Regions from separate parts of the Mus musculus genome. Here all the other regions are linked to region 1. The links are chromatin contacts, called in public promoter capture Hi-C maps. All regions are on one chromosome and are shown on one strand. Each heading gives the region's core, a stretch centred on a gene start, on an enhancer-like site or on the middle of the called end of the contact. The rest is flanking DNA. Distances are from core to core; before and after follow the strand shown.

Region 1 (3,972 bases), core at 516-3,015:
CAGGTAGATGCCAGCGCCCTTACCCTCCTCAGTCTGTACTTCCCAATCTACCACAGTATTATATAAGCTGAAATTCTTTTATTAATCTGTCGTAGATCTATCCTATTGCACTCTCTGACTTAAATATACACCCAGTGAAAGCAAGAACCTTGTTTGTTCTCTTCATTGTCATGTCTCTAGTACCCGAGTCAATGATCAAAACATGGCTGATGATCGAAAATCAATACTGAACTGAGGTGACTCATTGAATTTCCACTCAGTCTCAATGCCCACCAATGAATGTAAAGATAAAGAGCTCTAAAAACAAACAGCTGGGCAGTGATGGCGCACGCCTTTAATCCCAGCACTCGGGAGGCAGAGGCAGGAGGATTTCTGAGTTCCAGGCCAGCCTGGTCTACAGAGTGAGTTCCAGGACAGCCAGGGCTATAGAGAAACCCTGTCTCAAAAAACCAACCAAACAAACAAACAAATAGGGGCTGGGACCAGAAAAGAACCTGCTGCTCTTCAGTGGACTCAAGTTCAGTTCCCATGTTAGAGGCAGATCACAACTGCCTGCACCTCCACCTCCAGGGGGACTGACACCCTTTTCTGGCCTCCTTGGGCCACACATTTACCTAAACACACACACGCGCACACACACAGGGCTCCTCTAGCCTAAATGGTGAACTCAAATTCAATGAGGCTGTTTCATAAGGTGGAGAACAAGCAGAAGAGGAAAACACCCAATATCCTCTTATGGCCTAGTCATGTGTACCAGAAAACAGGCGGGCAGACACCACACTGAAGCACACACACACCACCAGCATCAGAAAAATCCCATACAGTAAAGGTCATAACACAAACCATCCAAAGCAGGGCTGGAATCCATTTATAACTCAACCAGTTAGTCAATTCAGCTGCCAAAACAAACAAACAAAAAACCCAACTGATGAGAAGGTGTTCAAGTTTAGAAATAGGGCTGGTAATACACGGAGTTGGGGGTCCTTACTTCCTAACCTTCATTGATAACCACTGATCCATCGCTCTAAAGAAATCAGTTTCTTCCAACACACTAGCTGAGCCACACCAAAACCAACTGTTGGTGACCTAGCAAAAGGTCTACCTTTCATTTGCTCTTTTTTCTGCATCTCTTGGGGGAATAGGGAACCGGGTCTTGGGGGTACGGGGGAACGTGGTGAGGAATCTTCAGACTCAAGCGACCACTACAGGTCACCAGCGACCCTTTTTCTTCTGGCGGAAAGGTGACGGTTCCTGAGGGCTTCCCAAGCGACCTATTTCTTCTGGCGGGAAGGTGACGGTTCCTGGAGGCGTCCCAAGCGCCTAACATGACACATGAATGGACTCTTAAACAACCTAGTCCTAATTTAAGGGCCATATCTTCTCAATCCCAAGAATTAAGAGCGCCCTCAAGTACAACTTCCTTCTCTTAAACCCTCTCCCGGACCTGGTACTCCTGACCCCGAGAAATCCACAAAAGCAGTTGGGGAAGATAAAAAGGAATCTAAAGTGGCCTAAGATACAGTGAGAAAATAAAGTGTTAAGAAGGCCCGGGGTCCGTAAAGATTACGGTAAGAATGAGGTCTGACCCTTTCCAAGCCCAGTGCGTCCGTCTGAAGAAGTGATGAGGAGCAGGAAACTGAAGCTCAGCAAACAGGTGGCCCCGAAACGAAGCGACATCTCCACGGTGGTAGTTGCACAGAGCCACCGGATTGAGGGAACAGGATTTCCAGCAGAAGCTCCGCTCTGCCCCCTTATCGCCGTTCAGCCCAACCCCTCGGATTCCCAGATTTTTTTTTTTTTTTTTTTTTCCTAGCCAAACACTGAAGGAAGTGATGTTAGACGGATGTGGGCGGTGCCTCGAGGGTCCGCTTTGGAATGGAGTAAGTTTAAAGGTGCAGATCACGTAGAAGGATGTGGGAGTACATCTCGAGTTTGCTTTCCCTAAGTCCTTGATATCCAGGCTTAAAGAAACAGCCGGATGAGGTGGCCCGAATTGGTGAGGGCTGGGGAAAGGTTCAGGAAAACCGTTGTTAATTACGTCTGACCTCTAGCCTAGCCCCTCCCTCCAATGGACCACTACACTAAATATTCAAAATGCAAATTATTATCTTTGAGATCAGCCTATCACAACAGAGGGCTTGGAATTTCCCGCCCCCTCGCACAAGTTAAAAATACTGGACAACAGCATTTCATTGTTAGATTTCTGTTTGGGATTCCAAAGAGACTCGGTAAGCCCGTTTCGCTGTGCACGCGTCTGTGTCTTGCAGGCAAGCACTTTGGAGAAGCGCTGGACCCTTCCCCCCACCCCCACTCGCATTCGCAGGACTTCCACTCAGGCATGATGCAACCAACTGACATAAGGTCCAAGAAAACCATGCTTGGGGCCTTTTATTGCACAACTGAAGAGGTAGTCCGAGGGAACTGGGACATAAGTCATCTCAAGCACGTAAAGTGTAAAGCTTCTTTCCGTTAAGTCTGTTGCTTTTTGTATTGGGTCGAGTTACTACCTAACAAGTCAACTGCCGACTTTCCCTCCTGATGAGAGTCCATTAGAGCTCAATGCTTAGTGAAGGACATCCAAGGTGTACAACCCGAACTAGACCCCACACCACCCTTCTGTTAAATCCAAGACAAAAGGTAAGCGCAGACACAATGGGACGCCAAGGGGACCGCCGCCTCCTCCAGGAAGCAGCCCGGCCGCCAATCAGAATAGTGAGGTGCGCGAGGCATGCTGGGCTTTGTAGTCGGGAGGCAGGCGCGCAGTTGCCGTACCCACCCCCACCCCGCCTCCCTCCCGCGGTCGAGGCGGGGCCGTGCGTCACGTGGGCCTCTCCCGCCGCCGCCGCCGCTGCCGCCGCGGTCTTTCTCTGTCTCAGCTGAGGCAGCCATCTTGCTCTTGCCGCGTGCTGGTGTTGGAGGACCCTCCCCGCTGCAGGTGAGACCCCCGGCGGGCCCGCCACCCCACGGCCTCCGGCCGCTGCGCACGGTCTCCCCCCGCCCTCCCCTCTCGACACCCGCCGTCCGCTCCGGCTGCCACTTCCGCCGTGGCGCGGCGAGTGGGGGCGGAGGCGGCCGGCCGGGCCTGTCGGTTACGGGCGGCGCAGCTGGGGGTCGGCACCTGAGGGAAGGTCCCCAGCACCACCGCCCGCTGTGGAGGAGCCGGGCCCGGGCTCTGGCCGCTCAGGTCCAGACCCAGGAGGGTAGAACCCTCCTCGTCCATCACTCATTATTCACAACAACAGTGTCAGACGCTTTGAGCAGCAGATCTGTTGTCATCTCTTTTGCTCCTCCCAAACTGAGGTTAGCACCCGGCCACCAAGCTCTTGGGGCCGAACTAGGTTGCAGCGCTCTTCACTTTGTAATAGAAGTGCTTGTTTACAAGTCTCTCTTAATTTTGAGACAGTTACCTATCCTTATAACCTCTTCACACTGCCTGATGATTGATCGCCAGGCACAGTGTTACACAGCTGGTGAATGGCGGTTTCAACTTCCGTTCCCACGTTCTTTCATTATACCTAATTAGTGGCCCTCTGGAAGAATGGTAACAATAGTTACCAACTACTGAGTGTCTTACCTGAACTTGATAATCTATGCTTTAGCCTTCAACTCAGTAAAGTATGCGATGGTATACTTTTTTTAATGCGGGAGAAACAAACACAAGTACAAAGAACCTAAATACCTTTCCAAAGCCCTAAGTGGTAAAACCTCACATAAAAAGTCAGGGCTGAAAATTCAAATTATTTTTATCTTTGTAAACATGATTAAAGTACTTGGATGCTTATAATTTGGGCATCCAATAAATATTGATTCATCTCTGTATACTCTTTTTGGAAGTCCTTGAGAAAAGTGCAGAAAGGATTCGTGGATATTCACTCAGTGATCATGTGGCCCTTGAAAGTCATTTCTCCCTTTGGGACACAGAGAGGAACTTTCCAGGCCTTCCAGGCAGCTAACAATTTTGTTTATAATTTA
Region 2 (3,972 bases), core at 1,057-3,556, 820 kb before region 1:
TACTGTCATGTTAAAGATAGTCACCAAAGGATTTCAGTGCAGTTACCATTTATAAATTTATAAATGCTGCATTCATCATTTGCCACACAAACAAAGATGTTTTATGTGCAAGTTCCCTCCCCTGCTTCTTAAGCTCTCTGCCTTCAATTCAAAAAGAACAAACTACTTGAAGGTTTATTGGAGGGCATGGCTCTGATGTCGGCCTTTGCAAAGACTGTAGGGCCAAAGGCAAGCAGTTCTTACTGGCTTATCTTCTAGTGTAATATTAAAGAACCTGGGATCAAAAAGCAGAAATAATTTCACTGTGGGTTAAAAATTCGCATTCCCCCAAACTGAATGTAATAAGTTTTTTTTACAATTGTACATGAATTAACTTTCAATGGCCGCATGACATTAAACTTAGGAAAAATTTGAAGGTACAATTGAGATACTCCAAAAGGAAAATGTTTCAATTTAAAAATAGACTCAATATATAAAATAAGCATAGTACTATTACTGAAAGCAATTTCTTAAAACCCCTCCTTACACATTGCAACGATCAAGTTGGGCAATTTTAAATTTGCAGTTTAGTTGACTCGCAGTACCACAGTCTCAGCATTTACTTTATCCCATGATGTGAAAGTCACCTTTAGAGATTTCAAATACAAAAGCACGAGATGTCCATAAAGCAAAAGAGAAGTGCTGTAATTGCTTTGTTCTCGGGTGGTCTGAGCACAACAGAGGGAGAGGACGCCCTATCTCTTCATCAGCCTAAGATTTGCTAGGCATTAAAACATCTTCACATTACCCTGACTCCTCGCAGGAAGTAGCTTTGCTAATCTGAGTATTTTAGAAATGAGTTATGTGGTCCCCTCTAGGAAATAAAAGCTATCCAATTTCTCAAAAACCTCGACAGTGCTCAGCAGAACTCTTGAATAAGCAGAGAAGAGAGTGTGCTGCCCAGCTTACCGGTGAGCGCAGGTCGGAAGGAAAATGAATATATTCAGGTGAAGAGTAAGGATGAAAAAGCTAATTGAATAGAGTGCCCGGATCCCCAGGGGACCCTGCTATATTAAAGATAGAGGTTATAAAGTAGAGATTCGAGCTGAGTTTTCTTTACTGTGCCCTAATCCCACCAGGACACTCAAGTCCAGCCTTTGGACAGTAAACTAAATCCAAACTTACACCTGCAAAGGGTGGTGTGTGTGTGTGTGTGTGTGTGTGTGTGTGTGTGTGTGTGTGTGTGTGTGTGTGTTAACAGGGTCGCAGCCCACTCTGGCACTCTGGTACCAGAATTACTAACCAAGGTGCCTTTCTTTTAATTTCTCTAGAGTCAGTAGGTTTTTTTTATGAATATCATTCATCAAGCAGTGCTGTGATGAGCTCTTGCACACACACACACACACACACACACACACACACACACACACACCACTTTGAGTAAATGACAAATACATAAAATATCGTTTCCTGAGAAAGCAATCTACTTGGCAATGCTATTTACTTTATCTTGATCATATTAAATATCAGAATTTGAGGCCGGGACCTTCAAGTTTTCTGTTGCTCGGAAGTTGTTGTAAGCTTTCACCGGGGTCCAAAAAACAGTGAAAACGCTCACAGTGCTGGAGCAAGAAGGGGTCATACTTGAAAACCTTCCGGACTTTTCTAAGCTACCTCTGCCAAAAGACTACAGAGGAGAAAGTCCCACGTTAGTGCAAACCCTTTTACCCGGCAGTTTCATGCAAACCGACCCGCAGTAGGCACTTAGTGAGAGGCAGAAAAACAAAAATCCCCTCCTGAGATGGGGTAAAGTTCTGTCCACCAGAGCCAACCCCAGAGTCTTTGGAGAGGATGCGAACACATCTTTTGTGTCCCAGACTTGGACTAAGTCTGGGTGCAGCAGGGAAGAAGCTGGAGCCGGGCGCTCCTTCTGTGCGCGCAGAAAAGCCCGGGGGTGGGGGTGGAGGAGCTGCAAAACCGTTAGCTCACTTTTTTTTCCTTCCTCGCAAAGGTCTCTTTTCTCTTCTCTTCCTGTCCAAATATTTCAAATTTCCGCGCCTTAAATAACAGCCTCCTTTTATTTAGCTAGTTTCCTCGGCAGGTTTGGCCGCTGGCTGGTCTCTGCCCCTCTATGGACCCGGGATGCCTCTCGCACCTCGGTGCCTCCTGCAGCCCCCACATCACCCCATGCCCTGCGCGCTGCACAGAGCGTGCCCGCACGAGCCACAGCCTCTGCCCTTCGTGGCCTCGCTTGACCTGGCTGTCCCGGGCACCCGGAGCCACCAAGGCTGCCCCCAGCCCAGTCCGGAGCTGGCCTGTCTCCCAGCCCAGTTTCCTTCCCTGAGCTTTAGGACGGGTCCCGCCCGGGGCTTGGAAGCCCACAACCCTGCGGCAGCAAAAGGCAAAGGGCGGGAGGAGAGCTACAAAGGAGGCCGGTGGCCGCAGCCAGAGTCAGCCCCCAGCCGTGGGTAACCTTGGAGGCGCCCTCGAGTGAGTGTGAGCGCGGAGATCGTGGCTAGCCGGCGCACCCGGAGGGGCGGGAGGAGGGAGCTGGGAGTTGGGAAAGGGGAACCGCTCCCCAAGAACCCCAGGAGTTGTGGGCGACCACAGCAGCCAGCTCCAGGTGCTGGCCCCGGGGCAGCCCTCCCGCTGGGTAAAGTTGGCCCCGGGGCTGCGGCTGGAGGGCAGTGCGCGAGCTGAGGAGAGCAGGCCGGTGAGTTCCTGGCTGGCCGCGGAGGTGAGCTGGCGGCCGGAGCCGCGGGCGCGCTGCACCACTCGGTGCCCTACTCAGAGTAGCTCTCCCTTCCTCCCCTGGCGATGACAGCTGAGGACAGCCGGGCTTCCCAGCCAGGCGTCCAACTGCTAAGAAGACAAATTCTTCTCTGGCTTTTTACCGTCTTGGACTGTTCACAAAACTGCCCCAAGGTTTTGCTTTTCCTCCGTAGTATACTAGACATCCGGAACCGAAAATACACCTTCTTCATTCAAAAAGACCCCAGCCTGAGCGGTGACCTTCAGGGCTGGGGTGTGCAGAACACCTAGGATTATGGGGGTTTTTTGTTTGTTTGTTTGGTTGGTTGGTTTTTTTGTTTTGTTTTTTGTGGGTTTTCTCTTTTTTCTTTCTTCTTTCTTTTTCTTTTTTTCAATCTTCAGCGGTGCCTCAAAAGAACCCCCCTTTTCTCCCAACCCCCAGATCTGTATATAGACCTGGTAAATTAAGATTCCAGGGAAATATTTTGCCATCTGTGCAGAGACACTGTGTGGACTTTAGGTGTTAGGATGTGGTTTTGGAATTTTCTGTGCTGTCTTTAACTCTCAGTAGACATTAAAATAACAGCTTGGTCTCGGCCAGCAAGTGAGCAAAGGTTATCCCAGCTACCACAGCACCTGCAGAAGCACAAGTGGAACTCACACATTTTGCTTCCCGTGTTCTAAAATGGATTCTGAGCCATCCAGAGAAATCCGCACAGAGGGGAACCTGAGAACAGAGGTGTACATATTAAAAATTACACAGGTACTGTACTAAAACTGTCTCACCTAATCTCTGTGTGTTTCTGTCTCGCTGATCAAAGCAGAATTTCAACTTAGGCCTGCTCAATAATTTTATATACAGCCTTTTTCCTCTTCCCTCACACTCCATTCCAAAATAAAACAACCAGCCAAAACTAGCAGCTCTTTGGGGGAGGAAGTAAGAAACCACCAATTTCTATCCAACTATACTTAATGTCTTCTGAGTACTAAGAAGAAATCCTAATTTCAACCGGTTCTAGGGAAGAAATAATTTACCAGAAGCACAACATTTAATTGGTATAATTATGATGATATTGTCTTTTTTACATACAAATAATAGAGTTTCTGTAGTTGTTAAGTAAAAACCCAGATTTCTTCCTGAGAATATTTGGACATGGAGGCTTCTGCTCGTAATATTTCATCAGTACAGCAAGTCTCTTAGAAAAATCTGGAACGTTATCTTAACCATGTAGAGAACAGTAT
Region 3 (3,972 bases), core at 1,050-3,549, 700 kb before region 1:
TCTTCCTCAATTACCATCTGCCTTAACTTTTGAGACTGAGTCTCTCCCTGAGCCTGGAGCTTGTTTGTTATTTGACTGGCTAGCAAATCCTAGGGATTCCCCTGTCTCTGCCACCACAGTGCTGGAACTTCAGATGCAGACTGCAGAACCCTGCTTTTTATATGGTTGCTGAACTCCTAACCCAGGTCCTTCTGGTTTGTGTAGTGAGCACGTTACCAACTGAGCCATCTCTGATGAGCAGTCACTGATGCTCTTTATGTCTGGAATATAAACTTAAAGAAAACATTTAACAATACAGTAAGAAGTCAAGATTGACAACATATTTTATAAAATAGAAAAATCTACATAATTAATTATCTTTAAAGTAAAACTTAACTCTTAGCCTTCTACAAGGCAAAATGTAAAAGGAAACATGTCAACCACTCCTCTTCTTCCTCCTCCTCTTCCTCCCCCTCTTCGTCCTCCTCTTCCTCCTCCTCTTCCTCCCCCTCTTCGTCCTCCTCTTCCTCCTCCTCCTCCTCTTTTTCCTCCTCCTCCTCTTCTTCTTCCTTCTCCTCCTCCTCCTTTGAAGACAGAGTCTCACTATGTAGTCCTGATTCACTTAGAAGTCACTATGTAGATAAGGCTGGCCTTGAACTCACAGAGGCCTGACTACCTCTGCCTCCCAAGTGCTGGGACTAAAGGCCTGGACCATCATGTCCAGCCAATACATTCTTCTTGTTGGAATTTTTTTTCTTCATTTTTCATGAAGAACTTTATTGAGGAACAATTTGGTGAACTGGGAAAATACATCCCCAATAAAAATCTTTAGTATCGCCTGTAAGTTCAGGCAAAGGCTGTCTCAAGTTATTGAGGAATCATTTTAAGGAAGGTTGGTTTAAATATTTCCTTGTATTATATGAGGCTAAAATTTTACCCAGTCAATGTAACTGTAAGATTTATAAAATTTGGAGGCTGGAGAGATGCTCAGAGGTAAGACACTTGTTGCTCTTGCAAGAGGACCTGGGTTTGATTTCCTATATCCACATCCTGCCTGTGTCTCGCAACCACCTGTAACTCCAGCTCTGGGAGATCTGACACCCTCTTCTGGCTTGTAGGCACCTGCACACACATGTTATGTATATGTACATTCTGGCCTACATATATTCACATACAATTTTTTTAATTAAAAAAAATATTTCTAACCAGGGATGGTGGCAAACACCTTTAATCGCAGCACTCTGGAGTTCAAGTCAAGTGGAAGTCAGGCAGATCTCTGTGATTTAGAGGCCAGCCCCATCTATGTAGCAAGTTGCATGCCACCTAGAGATTCACAGTGAGACACTGTCTCAAACAAACAAACAAACAAACAAGACTGATAGCAAAGGTGTACTTGAAAGTATGAGATAAATAGTTCTAAAATTAGAAACGGTAAGTAGATGGCATTGAACATGTTATCAAGAAAGAAAGAATATTCACAGTGACCAGCAGAAGGAGCTCACTAAATGTCTATATAATTCATGTGAGTTCATTCACATTAAAAACACCGGGAAGACAGAGGCAAGCAGACCTCTGAATTCTAGACTAGGACTACACAGAAATGCTGTGTAGAGAAGAAGAAAGGCGCAAACAAACAAAAAAAAAAAAAAACAAAACAAAACAACAGACAAAGCAGAAGTATGAGAGAAACCATGATTTACTTTTAGGACCCCTTTCATGTGAGCTATTAGACTATGGAATCTAGAGCTATAGTTCACTAAGAATAAAATGGTGGTCTTTTCAAGAAATGTATACCAATGGAGCGACATTTTGTTTGTTTTTGCGACAGGGAAGACCTATGTAGACCTAGTTGTCCTGGGTCTTACTACATAGACCAGACTGGCTTTGAACACAGAAAGATCCACCTACTTCTGCCTCTTATGTTCTAAGATTCGAGGTATAAGCCACTGTGCCTGGCAACAATAATTTTAGATGTCTAGAGAGTTTCTTCCTTATGGGGGAGGGGAAGGAAGAAGGTCAAGTCTAGTCCCCGAGTATTGCTTGCATGGTACCTCACAAACCTTGACATCATATTTCATTCTACCCGTTAAAAATATTTTTCTATATCTCCCTGTGATTTCTTGTTGTCCATGAGTTGCTTCGAAAGGGATCATTTCCAAGTTTACTATTTTCCAACTGTAGACCGCACCCTTACAAAGAATGTGAGTGCCTGTGAGGCTGAATCTTCTATGATGTTGATAAGATGCAGTAGATTGCTGCTATCAACCTGTGACTTCCACAGTTTCCATGGGGATCACCCTTATCCCCCCTCCACAGTCCAGAAGAAAGAACTTCAGACAGCTTTTATGGCATCATTGCTCTCAGATTCCATTGGCCAGAACTCTGTCACATGACTTCACCTAATGGTGAGACAGTCTAGTGTTTTGCCTACAAAGAAGAAAATGTGTTTAGAAGAACAGCCAGAAATCTCTTTCTGTTCTCTGGAAGAACTTGTATAAGATAAGAAATGCTAGCATCATGGGTATACAGTAGAAATTGTAACATTTTGGGGACCACCAGTTTCTTTGGGGAAAAGTTTTTGTAACTGCTGATTCAATGTAATGAATTTGAGTTCTCTTTGGTCTCTCTCTTTCTCTCTACCTTCCCTTCCTCCCTCCCTCCTTCTCCCCCTCCCTCTTTCTCTTGCTCTCAACCTCTCTCTGTCTTTTTTTTTGGTTTGGTTTGGTTTGGTTTGGTTTTTCAAGACAGGGTTTCTCTGTGTAGCCCTGGCTGACCTGGAACTCACTCTGTAGTCCAGGCTGGTCTCTAACTCAGAAATCTGCCTGACCCCGCCTCCCAGGTGCTGGGATTTAAACGCGTGCACCACCACTGCCCAGCTTGTCTTTCTTTTTAATTCCCTTTCTTTATATTTTGAGTAAAAGCGTGTGGCTTACTGTCTTCGTAACAAAATCAGCTTAGAACTGCATGACAAGGCCCTTTCTCTTACTGCTTCCATTTACAATGCTCGCACCTCTCAGCTCTCTGACTAGCCAGTGCTCGCTTAGATCTGTAGTTAGGCTCAGCACAATCTTTTCAGTAGGTTTAACCTTTTCACAGAAAGAGTGTGTTAGTGGCCGTTATAGCCGCTCTGTTTCCAACCGGAACGCCTTTCCCCAGGCACACAAAGAATCCTTGCCTTTGTACTGTGTTGCTTTGTGGGGCTGGTACTATAGGAAGTCGTGCAGGGTTTAGGAAAAGTCACTGTTGGTTGGGGCGCTGTCCGCACAGGAAGCTCTGCCACTTCTTCACTCACTTTTAGAAATGATTTTTCAGATATTCATTATTTTAAGGAAGCTTTAAATATATTAGCATTCATTACCGACAGCATTTTTTATTTCAACTTCTGTGTGTTCTTTCTTTATTTTAATATGTTAACTTATGTTTCAATATAAACTTGTTGATTTTATTACTCATTCTCTGAGTCTTGATTTTTTTTTTTTCCTGTTGCTGGAGTCTACCCCAGGACTTATGTGAGGCAGGCACTCTAGCATTGGAAGAATTGGATAACTAGAAAAGTTTCTATAAAACTGTGTCCAGTGACAGCCCACTGGTGGTTTTCCTTATTTATTTTTCATTGTTCTTTTTGGTTTCAAAATTTAGAACACTGTTTTTTACAATAGTAGAGAAAATTCAAAAAAACGAAGTAGAAAAAAGGGACAATAACAAACACCCACACAATCTCTTAAATAAGTGGGATTTTTTTTTTCTTATTAGCCATATATCTGAGATGGAACATTAAGGTCAGTTTGTATTTCTCCCATAGTCCTGTTCACCCAGAGTAATGGCTGTCATAAATTTGATGTATTGCTAAGTACCATGTGCTAGGGTTGCTGAAATCTCAGTACACATGGGTTTCTCTGGGTAGCCATGGCTATACTAGAATTCTCTCTGTAGATCAGGCAGGCCTTGAACTCACAGAGTTCCATTTGCCTCAGCCTCCCTAGGATTAAAGGT

The links. Promoter capture Hi-C pulls out the DNA fragments that hold promoters and counts their contacts.
Region 2: a promoter capture Hi-C map of pre-B cells shows a contact between it and region 1, with 4 times the contacts expected there. The contact joins the promoter of 9630013D21Rik here to the promoter of Txndc12 in region 1. A contact is called at or near these places in 8 of 39 promoter capture datasets (the C10 cell line, the HPC-7 cell line, cranial neural crest and 4 more), 4 of 484 Hi-C or Micro-C datasets (B cells, pre-B cells and uterus), 8 of 115 datasets of contacts at active chromatin or transcription factors (the SCID.adh cell line, astrocytes, bone marrow-derived macrophages and 5 more) and 2 of 9 other capture datasets (adipose tissue and liver).
Region 3: a promoter capture Hi-C map of stem cell-derived epiblast-like cells shows a contact between it and region 1, with 2.3 times the contacts expected there. The contact joins the promoter of 4930522H14Rik here to the promoter of Txndc12 in region 1. A contact is called at or near these places in 2 of 39 promoter capture datasets (neutrophils and stem cell-derived epiblast-like cells) and 1 of 115 datasets of contacts at active chromatin or transcription factors (bone marrow-derived macrophages).

The regions. Positions count from the first base shown.
Region 1 is chr4:108,832,471-108,836,442 of GRCm38.p6, reverse strand. Txndc12 (thioredoxin domain containing 12 (endoplasmic reticulum)) reads right to left here and starts at 1,765. Exons shown (of 7, transcript NM_025334.3): 1 at 1,587-1,765. The coding sequence starts at 1,677. Btf3l4 (basic transcription factor 3-like 4) reads left to right here and starts at 2,803. Exons shown (of 6, transcript NM_027453.3): 1 at 2,803-2,935.
Region 2 is chr4:109,655,922-109,659,893 of GRCm38.p6, reverse strand. 9630013D21Rik (RIKEN cDNA 9630013D21 gene) reads left to right here and starts at 2,306. Exons shown (of 5, transcript NR_166454.1): 1 at 2,306-2,469; 2 at 3,299-3,493.
Region 3 is chr4:109,529,624-109,533,595 of GRCm38.p6, reverse strand. 4930522H14Rik (RIKEN cDNA 4930522H14 gene) reads left to right here and starts at 2,299. Exons shown (of 5, transcript NM_026291.3): 1 at 2,299-2,384. The coding sequence starts at 2,369.